Regions from separate parts of the Hordeum vulgare genome. Here region 2 is linked to region 1. Evidence: chromatin contacts called from public Hi-C data. All regions are on one chromosome and are shown on one strand. The core of a region is the stretch at or near the end of the contact, and the rest is flanking DNA. Distances in the headings are between cores, read along the strand shown.

Region 1 (5,513 bases), core at 2,630-5,129:
CTTGTTTGTTGTACGTTTTTTGTTTCGTATAATATCCATATCAAACAAAGTCCAAATGCGACAAAAATTTACGATGAATTATTTTAGAATATATTAAATTTTGAAGAGGTGGCATCAACGCAAACGGAGGCCCACAACCTCCAATAGACACGAGGGCGTGCCTGGACCCCCCACGCGCGGGGTCGTGTCTAGTGGGAACCCCTTAAGTCCGTTGGGGCTCTTCTTCCGGCGCAAGAAAGCTAATTTATGGATAAAAATCCCCTCAAAATAGCAGCTCGATCGGATTTACGGATCTTCGGGCATTTAAGAAACGGTGAAGGGATAGAAAACAGGAACGTGAAACAAAAGAGAACAAAGAGGGAGATTCAGTCTCGAAGGGGCTCCCACCATTCCACTGCCATGGAGGCCATGGACCACACGGGGAACTCTCCTCCCATCTAGGGGGGCAACAAAGAAAAAGAAGGAGGGGGCTCTCTCCACCTCTTTCCCAATGGCGTTGGAGTGCCGACGAGGCAAGGAGCATGACGGCGGTCTACATCAACAATCTTGTCGCCGTCAACGCCAACTCTATCCCCCTCTATGCCGCGGTATTCACCTCTTTTCAAGTTGTAACTCTCTGCTTAAACATGGTGCTCAACACCAGATACTATTTTCCAATGATATGTGGTATAATCGAATGTTCATGCTTTCAAATATGTGCATGAGTTTAGAAAATGTTTATGATTTCATGAAATTAAAAATCATAGTGTATCTGAGTGATGCAACAAAATTTATTCATGATCATTGTAGATTATGATTTACTTTTCTCCCATTACAACGCACGGGCTCTTTTGCTAAACTAAAAAGAAATGAAGGGATTACATGCTCTTTTGCTAAAACGTTATATTTTATTAAAATTAAGAAAATTCCTATGTTTTACGATATTATTATCAATGTTTATTAAAATGGATATATAAATTGATGCATAATGACATAAGGAGCACGTTATTCTTACTTTTTCATCCGGTGCAACGTACGGACATTTGTACTAGTAATTATATAAACGCGAGAGAAAGAAAAACAAAAAGAAACATGATCGGCTACACCGGTCCAGATCGAAACTGTGGATTTCGCACCCCGCGTGCCAACGGGCCACCGTTCCACGTACGCCGACGGGACGAATTCCGCCCGGACCGCGCGCGTTCCCTTTCGAACCGAACCATCAACGGAATTACGGAGGAGTATTATACTGCCGGCTTCCAGTTTAGCCGCAGCTAATTTAGCTGGACCCCTCGTCGCCAGCGAGCACGTATGACGTCTACGCACGCATGAGGACAATAAACAATTACTACCCGAGGAGCCGCGAGCCGCGACGAAACCGGCGGCCAGCCACATCCATCCATCCATCCATCCAGTGGCGACATGCGTGCGTGCGTGCGCGTAGCTGGCTGGACGGATGGATCGGGCAGCAGCAGGCAACAGGCGCCGCGCCGCGCGCGGGGCCCACACGCCCCGCGGCCGCAGCGAAGGCGAGGGCGAACGAAACTGCCGCCGCGCGAATCACTGCACCCCGATGCCCGCCGCTCCCGCGCGCGGGGCCCGCCCCCTGTCTGCCGCGACCACGCCAGGTCTCCCCGCCCCATCCTCTACGCCCGCCACGCACACGCACCACCCGCACCAACCCACCCACTCCACCCTTTCCCTCGCACTCCCCACGTCCCACGGAGGCCACAGGGTGGCCACGGAGCGCGGTGCCGCAGCGCGGATCCAGGCAGGGAGTGGCCGGCAGCGGCGGCACACGTGGCCCGTGGGCGCGTCGCCCACACGCTCACGCTACTCCCAAGGTCACGAGCGGAAAAGGGCGACCAACCACCCGCCCCACCCCGCGCACCGCGCGCACACGGTCGCGATCCTCCGCCGTACGGGGCCACGCCCTGCCCCGCCCACACCGACGGAACGGAAGCGTCCCCGCGGGCCCGCCCCGCAGAGAGTGGGCACCGCACTGCTGGCCGCCGCGCCACCGCTTTCCGTTAATTTAATAATAACAACTCATTTCACGTCTGCTACTACGCGCCTCCCCTACCTCGTTCGTTATCCACATGCCTCGCCTACGTCTCTCCGCAGGAAACAGCCTGGAGTGGACGCCACGTACGACGGCACAGGAGCGCTGATTATTTTTTTCCTGTTTACGATCTGACACCGGACACTTCGATCGTGCTGCTGCGAGAAGAAGACTTGGCCAAAGCAAAGCTCGACTAGAAATACATAAAATACAAAATCCTCCGTCGGCAGGGCGGCTCCGAGCGCACCGGCGGATTTACCTTACTCTATCTTGTTTTTTTTTACGCTTGTTGTACTGCCAGGTTAAATTAAAGCTCCAAAGGCCGGACGCAGACGGCGACATTTTTTCCAAGGGACCGTCCGCGCATATCCTTGTTTATTATTATTGCGATTCATCGTGAGCGCGATATGGAGTGGTAGGAGCAGCAGTAAATTGGACACGTAGTGGGGGCCGAGCATGGATCCATGCAGCGCACGCACGAGCTGACCCGACCCGACCCGACCTTTCTTCCACCGGCCAATAATGACGATGTGGCATGGGTCGCAAGCAAGCGGCCAGACGAGACGAGACGACGGGCGCAAACCCACCCAAACGCACTTACTCTGCTCCATCTACTACTCGGGGTATCTTCCGTTTCAGCAAAAGATCTGCTATAAAATGCTTCAATAACTGAGTACTAGTAGAGAGTAAATACGAGTGGTCGCTTGGGCTGTCAAAGTAGAAGTAACTCATTATAATTCGGTCCATAACAACGCCGGCAGGATCTGTCTTGGGCGACAATACATCCATCTCTCTGGCTCTCTTGCTCAAGCCAACTACTCTCCGGCGAAAAAAAGAAACCGTATTTACAGATCTGCCCCTGCCGTTGTTATGCAAGGGGGCCTCAACTAAGCATCATGGAGGTACATGGAGTTTTTTCTTCCTTCTAGGGAGAGAAAAAGAAAAAGGAGACGAAAGAAAACTAGCAGTCATATCATCTAAATAAACTCGGGCCACCGATCAGTGCTCGGCCGGCGGCGGGCAGTTCAGGTCAAGATCAAAAGGGACGGGCTTCCTTGCGGGCGGCGACGGCGCCAGATCCACGATCGACGAGGAGTCGGAGTCGCTCGGGGACACGGACGCCACGGTGACCTTCGGGGCCAGGTTGTACATGTGGCAGCCGGCGGCGGCGGCCGCCGCGGCCTGTCCGAAGAAGTAGTACGGGTGCGAAACGGGGTAGCCGCTGAAAGGGAACCGCATGCCGGCCCCGGCGGTGCTGGCCGCGCGGTGGAACAGGTCGAGCTCGACGGAGGGAGGGAGCGGCATGGCCTGCATGGGTGCCTGCACGTCGCCGCCGAAGGAGTCCACGGTGCTGCTGTTGCTGCTCCGGCTGCCGTCGCCGGTGAGGGCTGCGGCGGGCGGCGCGGAGGCGAAGGGGAAGTTGGTCTTGGCCTTGTTGCCGCGGTACTCGCGCGCGGCGGCGTCGTAGGCCCGCGCGGCCTCCTCGGCCGTGTCGTACGTGCCGAGCCACACCCGGCTCTTCTTGGCCGGGTCGCGGATCTCCGCCGCGTACCGGCCCCACGGGCGCTTCCTCACGCCCCTGTAGTGCGGGCCGACGCCTCCACCGTTGGCGCCGCCGCCGACGCCGAGCGCCAGGCCGGTCGCGGCGACCGCGGCAGCAGGCGGCGTCGCCGTCTTGTCGGACGTCCTGGGCGCCATGGCTTCCCTTTCTTTTTCTTGTTGCGGATGGGTGTGTGCGTATCAAGCTGATGGATGGCGTGCAGGATCTGGGAGGTGGGAGAGAGGGAGGAGGGACGCTCCTTATTATAGGGGGTGGGGGGGAGCAGCTGGTTAAAAAGGGAGGAAATGGGGAGCGAGTGGTGGAGCGGCAAGAGGAGGGAATAAAACTCGGCGCAGTCGGGAGCGGTTTGACTGTCCGCGCCGCCGCCCCTCGTCTTTTAGCGTGGCGGCATTACAATTGTAACGCCCGCTTTTTCATCCGGACCCTCTGGATCCGCGGAATTGCCCCAACCCTGGATCCGTTACAAATTTTGTGGTTCCGTCCCTTCTCGGTCACGCGTTGGGCATGAAGTTTGTGTGCACTAGAAAATGCATAAAAGCAACTAAATAAAATGAATAAAACACACAAAAGAAGCACACCAGCAATTGAATTATGGGATGTGTCTTCTTCGCGAACCTATACCAATGACACGTCCATTGTAGCAACAACTATAGTTTCGCGCCATTGTTGTAACAATAAAGTTTCATCCACACATGCAACTGAGAAATCATCGAACCCTGCCATGAAACGGAAGTGACGTCCATCCGGGACGAGCAAGGGCCTAGAGAAGAGGATGATGCTGGATTACATGACAAAGGTCACCACAAAAAAGGCATCAAGGCGCTGACACCTCCCAAATAAACACGGCTGATAATCAATTGTGAACCGCGTCGGTCGATAAGATCACGTGGTTGCCAACGCGTCAACGTCGTTCAAATCAACACTACCATGGTAGGGACAAAGCTGCAATAGAACTATCCTCCATGGCTTCATCTTCAGCACCAAAGTGCCGCCAAAAGAGACTAACACCAACGGACTACAAGTCATAATCGCTTATTTGGGGTTTGCTCACCCTAACACAACCTACGATCCGGCAAAAGGAAGGGGAACTAACTGCCTCACTTGTAGTGAGTCGAGGAAGATGGTAGTGGTTTAGGTTAGCTCCAGCAAACTCTTCCTTGGAGAAAGATGCTATCCAATCTATAGTATTACTTTATTTGTTCTATTTATCTTTTTGTTATCCATGACTTCTCATTGTGGTCGTTCAATTGTGATAAATGAAGTGTGAATAGTAACATGTCTAAGCCAATGGTATCAACATAGGAGTATCTAAAAAACGTTTACAAACTTATGGTAGCATATAAGTTATAACAAAATGTATTCATTTGTTTTGTAACTGTGATGGTAGTAGCTCGCTCTGAGTGTGCGTGATGAGATATGATTGTGTACGACAATGATAGCGTTACAATTCACTACAATCTAAACAAAATTGGGTATCATGTGGTAATTGAAGCAACATTTTTAAGTGCAATGAAATACTTATCGTTATTTTTTATATGTCGTATGCATATTTAATAATATCGCGTAGATTTGAGTGTGTGACTGGACGATAGCTCTACATTTTTCTGTAACCATAAACAAAGCAAATGTCGTCGGTTGTGTCATAAGTGATTTGGACATGACCCTATAGATATAACCATAATTATTACGTGCAAAGACAATTATCACGTGAATTCTAGTATATATAATTTATATTAGAATTCACCTGATAATTCTCTTTGTCCATAATAAGTATGGTCATCTCTATAGGGGTCATGTCCATATCAATAAGGGTATGCTCACTCGGTTCTAGCTAATGTTTTGTCGTAAATGTTTGTGAAAGTAATAGCTAGCCATGATTGTGTAGGATGATGACTAAGCTACACTTCATTC
Region 2 (5,325 bases), core at 116-2,615, 250 kb before region 1:
ATATATATATATATATATATATATATATATATATATATATATATATATATATATATATATATATATATAATTGCACCGTAATTTACATTTTGTAAATTTTGTCTTATTTTATACGTAAAAAGAGACCGTAAAAAATATAATGAACATAAAAATATTTTATGTCACATAAAATTACGAACATACGAAAATAGTGTAAAAAATACTATAAATTTAATTTTTTCTAGTCTTGTGACCTTTTTTTTTGTTTTTTTTGTCAAATTTTATGTACTGATTTAATATAAATGTAACTATTTGTATTTCAAATGTAATTTATTTGTTAATTGATCGTAAGATTATCTCTGGTGAAAAATAAACTATTCTGCACCCTAGGTAATGAATAGAGTCTCTCTCTCTATATACACACACACACACACACACACACAAATTTTATTTACCACCGGTGATAGGTATCATCACTCGTGTTTTATATGTTGTATGTAATATCTATTAAATTGAAGAGTATGTACGCGTAGTATGTAGCATATAATATTATTTAGGAAGTATATACTACTTTTTTGATAGTATGTCTCGAATTTTGTGTATACCTCCTTTTTACGTATAAATATATACATATTTCACAAATATAATAAAAATCATGGACCGACTTGAATGTTTTTCATGTAACTTATTTTAAAGTATCTTATATATATTATATCTACATACTTACAATGAAAAAGTAGTATATATACTACCACATGATAGTCTACTAGACATGTGGGGTAACTACCACTAGGTGGTAGGTTGTATTTTTCATATATATATATATATATATATATATATATATATATATATATATATATATATATATATATATATAGTTTCATTCGCTAGAATGATATGGAGGGAGTGATGAGGCTGGTCCGAAGAGACTAAAGTGTTTTTTTGTAAATGTTGAGTGGAATGACGGGGTACTATATAAAAATGACATACCTATATCACACACGTTAGATGTATATCGATTCGACATAAACCATAGACGACAAACAACACATCATCATCAAATAGGTCTTTTTATAGGAGTAGAGATAAAATAAATCGAGTGAAATTATTTTGGAAGTGACTCAAGAAGATTACGAAGAACATTAAAAGACTACATGAAACCTTGAACACAAGCAAGCCACACAAATACTCTAATGTCGTGTTTGGTAGACTCCATACCCTCTAGTAGGCTATGGGAATATAATTTTGGCCTATTGGGTTGCTTGTGGGCACCAAGCTTTCAAATTTAGTACGATGTGAAAGTTATATCGGTTGATATATTAGCATGTGGGCTGTACTGATATGAACATAACATATCATTTTCTAAATATTAATTTTTACACATATCATCCAATATGGACTGAATTGTCAACAATATGCTCCATAGCTAACACGATAGGTCCGCCCGATATTGACCGATAGATAGATGACGACAATTATTTACTAGAAAGCACTTAAAATAAGATTATGTGCTTACAACTAATTCATGTTATCAAAGGCATTCATAATGTTTTGTAGAAAGGCATATATAACATATTGTTTTAGTATCAAAGTAAGGATTTTTTGAATCATTCTTAAATACTGTATTATATAACAACTTAATTATTGAACTGGGAATCTAAATTTGTTGTGCTAAAGCATTGACATCAAACATTTTTTTACCAGCATGACATGTTTTGAACAAAAATAATGAAAAACATTTATTATTTTCTTCCATATATGTACATAACACGCGATATATCAACCGATGTCCAGCATCCAATAACATGTCCAAGGAAAACCAAAAGTGAAACTGATATCCGATATTTAAAACCATGGTGCGCACTATTATTCCTTCATAGCACAATACTCAAAGAACCTCTCAGCCTGCCCCACGAGAAATAGATGGGTCGCCCATTTCCACCCAGTTCGGCTATGAGTGTGTAGGGAGGGAGAAATTGGTGTTGAGGTTGTGTGAGTGACGAGATGGTACGAGCCTGCAAGCGTCCCAACAAAAAAACAACATGAAGAATTGGGTCACCTCCTAGCGATTCGTTTGCCCTATTTAACCATCTTTAACTCGTCGTGTGGCCGCCACCATTACTCTCCTTAATGATCTTCTTCTTGGGTCGCTCCTTCAGCGACGAGTACGTAAGCAGCGATAACATCTTCGCTCGGCGGTGCCAGCATTCTTTATCCTATTCTCCGAGTTCTTCCGTGTATCCTATTTGCTCCTTCTAAAATTGTTTTGAATATGTGTATTGGGCTACAATTAGACTTGGAGTACGCGGAGGGTTAGGTGTTTGAGTCAGACACGTGTAACCAGGGAGTACTGTATAAGGCCACCGCAGGTAGCCAAATTACACTAAATGAAGATCACAAGAGGGACGATCGAGGTGCCCATGTTAGGGGTGGCCGGACCAACCATAACACAGAGGTTGGAGCATTGTTTGGTGGCCTCTCACTCCTTATCGTCAATATGTATCTTGTGATTTGGTACATGAGTAGGTGCGCCCATAATCATGCCCAAGGTTAGCCACGATGGTGAACCTCGTTAACAAATTATCGCGTGCTCCGTCTACTTTGTTGCAATGATCTATTCACGTATTTCCTAACAAGTGGTATCACGAGGTATGGTTGAGAGCCATGTTCGAGCGTGCTCAGTGTGCCATTGGGAATAGTTGGAATTCATGTTGTTGAGAAGTTTTGTAACATCTCCAAGTGGTATCCCCATAGACGTACCACCTACGGCAGAATCTACAAGGTTTCCCAAGACAAAGTTTAGTAGAGCATAAAAAATGTACTATCATCCAAAGGCTCAATCCATGTGCAAGACAATTTTTAAGCATACTTTTCATTCTCTCTCATGCTTGTGCAACATGCTCTTTGCCAAGTTGCTTAATAATTAGGTTCTTTAGAAAAATAGTTTTCGCGGGAGGAAAATATATGCCAATGAAAGCATCTTTTCATTTAGACCTAGAATCAGTACTGTTTTTATGCCCAGAAGACAACCATGCCTTAGCTATATCTCTTAGAGAAAAAGGAAAAAATTTCAGTTTAGAAATATCATTATCCATAATTTTTTTTCATATCAAGTAACTCAACAAAGGTATTAATATGGGAAGCAACATCTTCACTATAGTTTCGAGAAAATTATTTCTCATGACAAGATTTAGCAAAGCACCTTTGATATCATAGGACTCCTCACAAGTGGTGAAAGGAGTAATAAAAATACTAATAATATAATTATAATTAGAACTCAAGAAATCACAAAGCCTAGTATTTGCGTGAGTAGACATAATGGCAACACAAGCTAAAATAGTAACACAAGATTATTATTTTGGTATTTTTGATTTTTTTTTTTGGAAAAAGAAGGAGGAAAATAAAAAGGCGAAAGACAACTAGACAAGAAAACAAAAACAAGTAAATAAGAAAGTTTTGGAGCGAAGGCGCCTGATTGGGTAGATGATATCTCCTCGGTAATGGCGCTGGAAGTGCTTCTACTACTCCCAAAGTAGTTGTTGGATTTCCTTGAAGAGGAATGGTGATGTAGCACGCTATCATAAATTATTTCCCTCACTTAAGAACCAAGGTTTATCGAACGAGTAGGGCCACCACACTAACAACTTTAACAACACTTGCATAGAAACAAAAAATTTGCTTGCACCTAACAAACTCAAGGCGGTCGTCACTCCCCTTGTTCTTGCCACTTACAAGATTAAAGGCAAATAGTGATAGCGATAGAAAAATAATTACAATTGTAGGAACAAGCTAATAATTGAGAATGGATCCCAGGACCACGGGTTCACTAGTGGCTTATCTCTCGAAAGCAGAATAGCGAAGGGTAAACAAATTACTATTGGGCAATTGACACCATTGCGCATAGTTATGAGGATCATCTATGGCATAACTATGATAAGTAGACCTTTAAACTTACTAACTTCTACTATTATTATTTCACCCCAAGAACACTACCCAACATGCATCTCAAAGTATTAAGTTCATAATAAACACAGTAACGCAATAAGCAAGATCGCATAGTGTAGGCAAAGTAAAACCTAGAAATATTATCAATCCCCGTCATTTTATTCTTAGTAGAAACAACATGAATACGTGCCCTCATCCTTTCTGTCACTGGACATGATCACCTCAAGGTTGAACCTACTATAAAGCATCTCTCCCCCTGAAGATAAAAAATCAAACATGACAAAAGTAGATCGATAGATCAGAGAGAAACACAAGAATATAAAGTTACCCAAATAGGAAGGCTCAAGAACTGAAAATGGATCATTGAATAATCTCATTATAATCCCACAATTCATTAGATCACAACAAATACATCGCAAAATATTACTTGAGGTTGATCTTAGAGAAGATTCTTGTATTGAAGATAAAAAGAAAGAGAGAAACCCATCTAGCTACTGCAATGGACCCATAGGTTACTCCATCAAAATTATATATAGTTACATATAAATCATATAAAAGTGATAATATAATTATATTGAGTTGCCGTGAATGTGTCGATTTGAGATACGTCTCCAACTTATCTATAATTCTTGAGTGTTTCATGTTATTCTATTATCAAGCTTGGATACTTTATATGCAATTAAATAATATTTTACATCATTTTCTGGGAATAACCTATTAAGCCGGTGCCTAGTGTGAGTTCCTGTTTTTTGCATGTTTTTAGCCTTTTTCACAAAAACAGCTTGACACGAAGTCCAAACATGATCAAACTTTATTGGGGGGGGGTATTTTTGGACATAAATGGACCCTAGAAGCTTTAGGATGTGGCCAGAAGTGCTACGGGAGAACCACGAGCCTGCATGGTGCACCCCGGGGGTAGGGCGCACCACACAGGCGAGTGACTCCCTTGCGAGATACCCAAATTACCACAAAACCAATAGATAGACACCAGAAATACCTTTTTACATCGTCGCAAGCCTCTGTTCTGCCACAATCCCATCTACATGCCTTTTTTGTTAATCTTCCTGAGGGGGGATCGATCATAGAGGTTGTCTATATCAACCTTGCTGCCTCCATCACAACTGCAGGAAGGTCCTAAGACGACACATGTATCGATGTAACTATGTGATGCATCAATTGCAAACATATAGTTCTAGATCCATAGCCGATAAACCAAACTATGTGCAATGCCTGGTCCATCAAGAACGATTTAGATAAGACTTGTGTGTGTGATACGTGGCATACAGTTGGTCCCCATGAACTGTTTGCAATTAGCCAAAATAATGCAAATGGTTAACAAAATAAATATACTTGCGAACTACTGCATACAGTTTACTGGAATAAACTATTTGTGTTGATCCA

The links. Hi-C and Micro-C count contacts between places; a contact is called where the count stands out from the background.
Region 2: a Hi-C map of leaf shows a contact between it and region 1, with 4 times the contacts expected there. The contact joins the enhancer-like site here to the promoter of LOC123443693 in region 1. A contact is called at or near these places in 2 of 6 Hi-C or Micro-C datasets (leaf and seedling) and 1 of 1 datasets of contacts at active chromatin or transcription factors (embryo).

What each region holds. Positions count from the first base shown.
Region 1 is chr1H:444,188,860-444,194,372 of MorexV3_pseudomolecules_assembly, reverse strand. It overlaps LOC123443693 (ethylene-responsive transcription factor 8-like), which reads right to left and starts at 3,879. Exons shown (of 1, transcript XM_045120195.1): 1 at 2,746-3,879. The coding sequence starts at 3,739. The coding sequence ends at 3,041.
Region 2 is chr1H:444,440,386-444,445,710 of MorexV3_pseudomolecules_assembly, reverse strand. No RefSeq gene overlaps it. Among protein-coding and RNA genes, the nearest start is that of LOC123413411, 130 kb to the right of the region's middle. Within about 2 kb of position 1,365, at least 1 of the 3 cell types and tissues checked has open chromatin away from gene starts, as enhancers often do. A contact at or near this core is called in leaf, where this site is marked.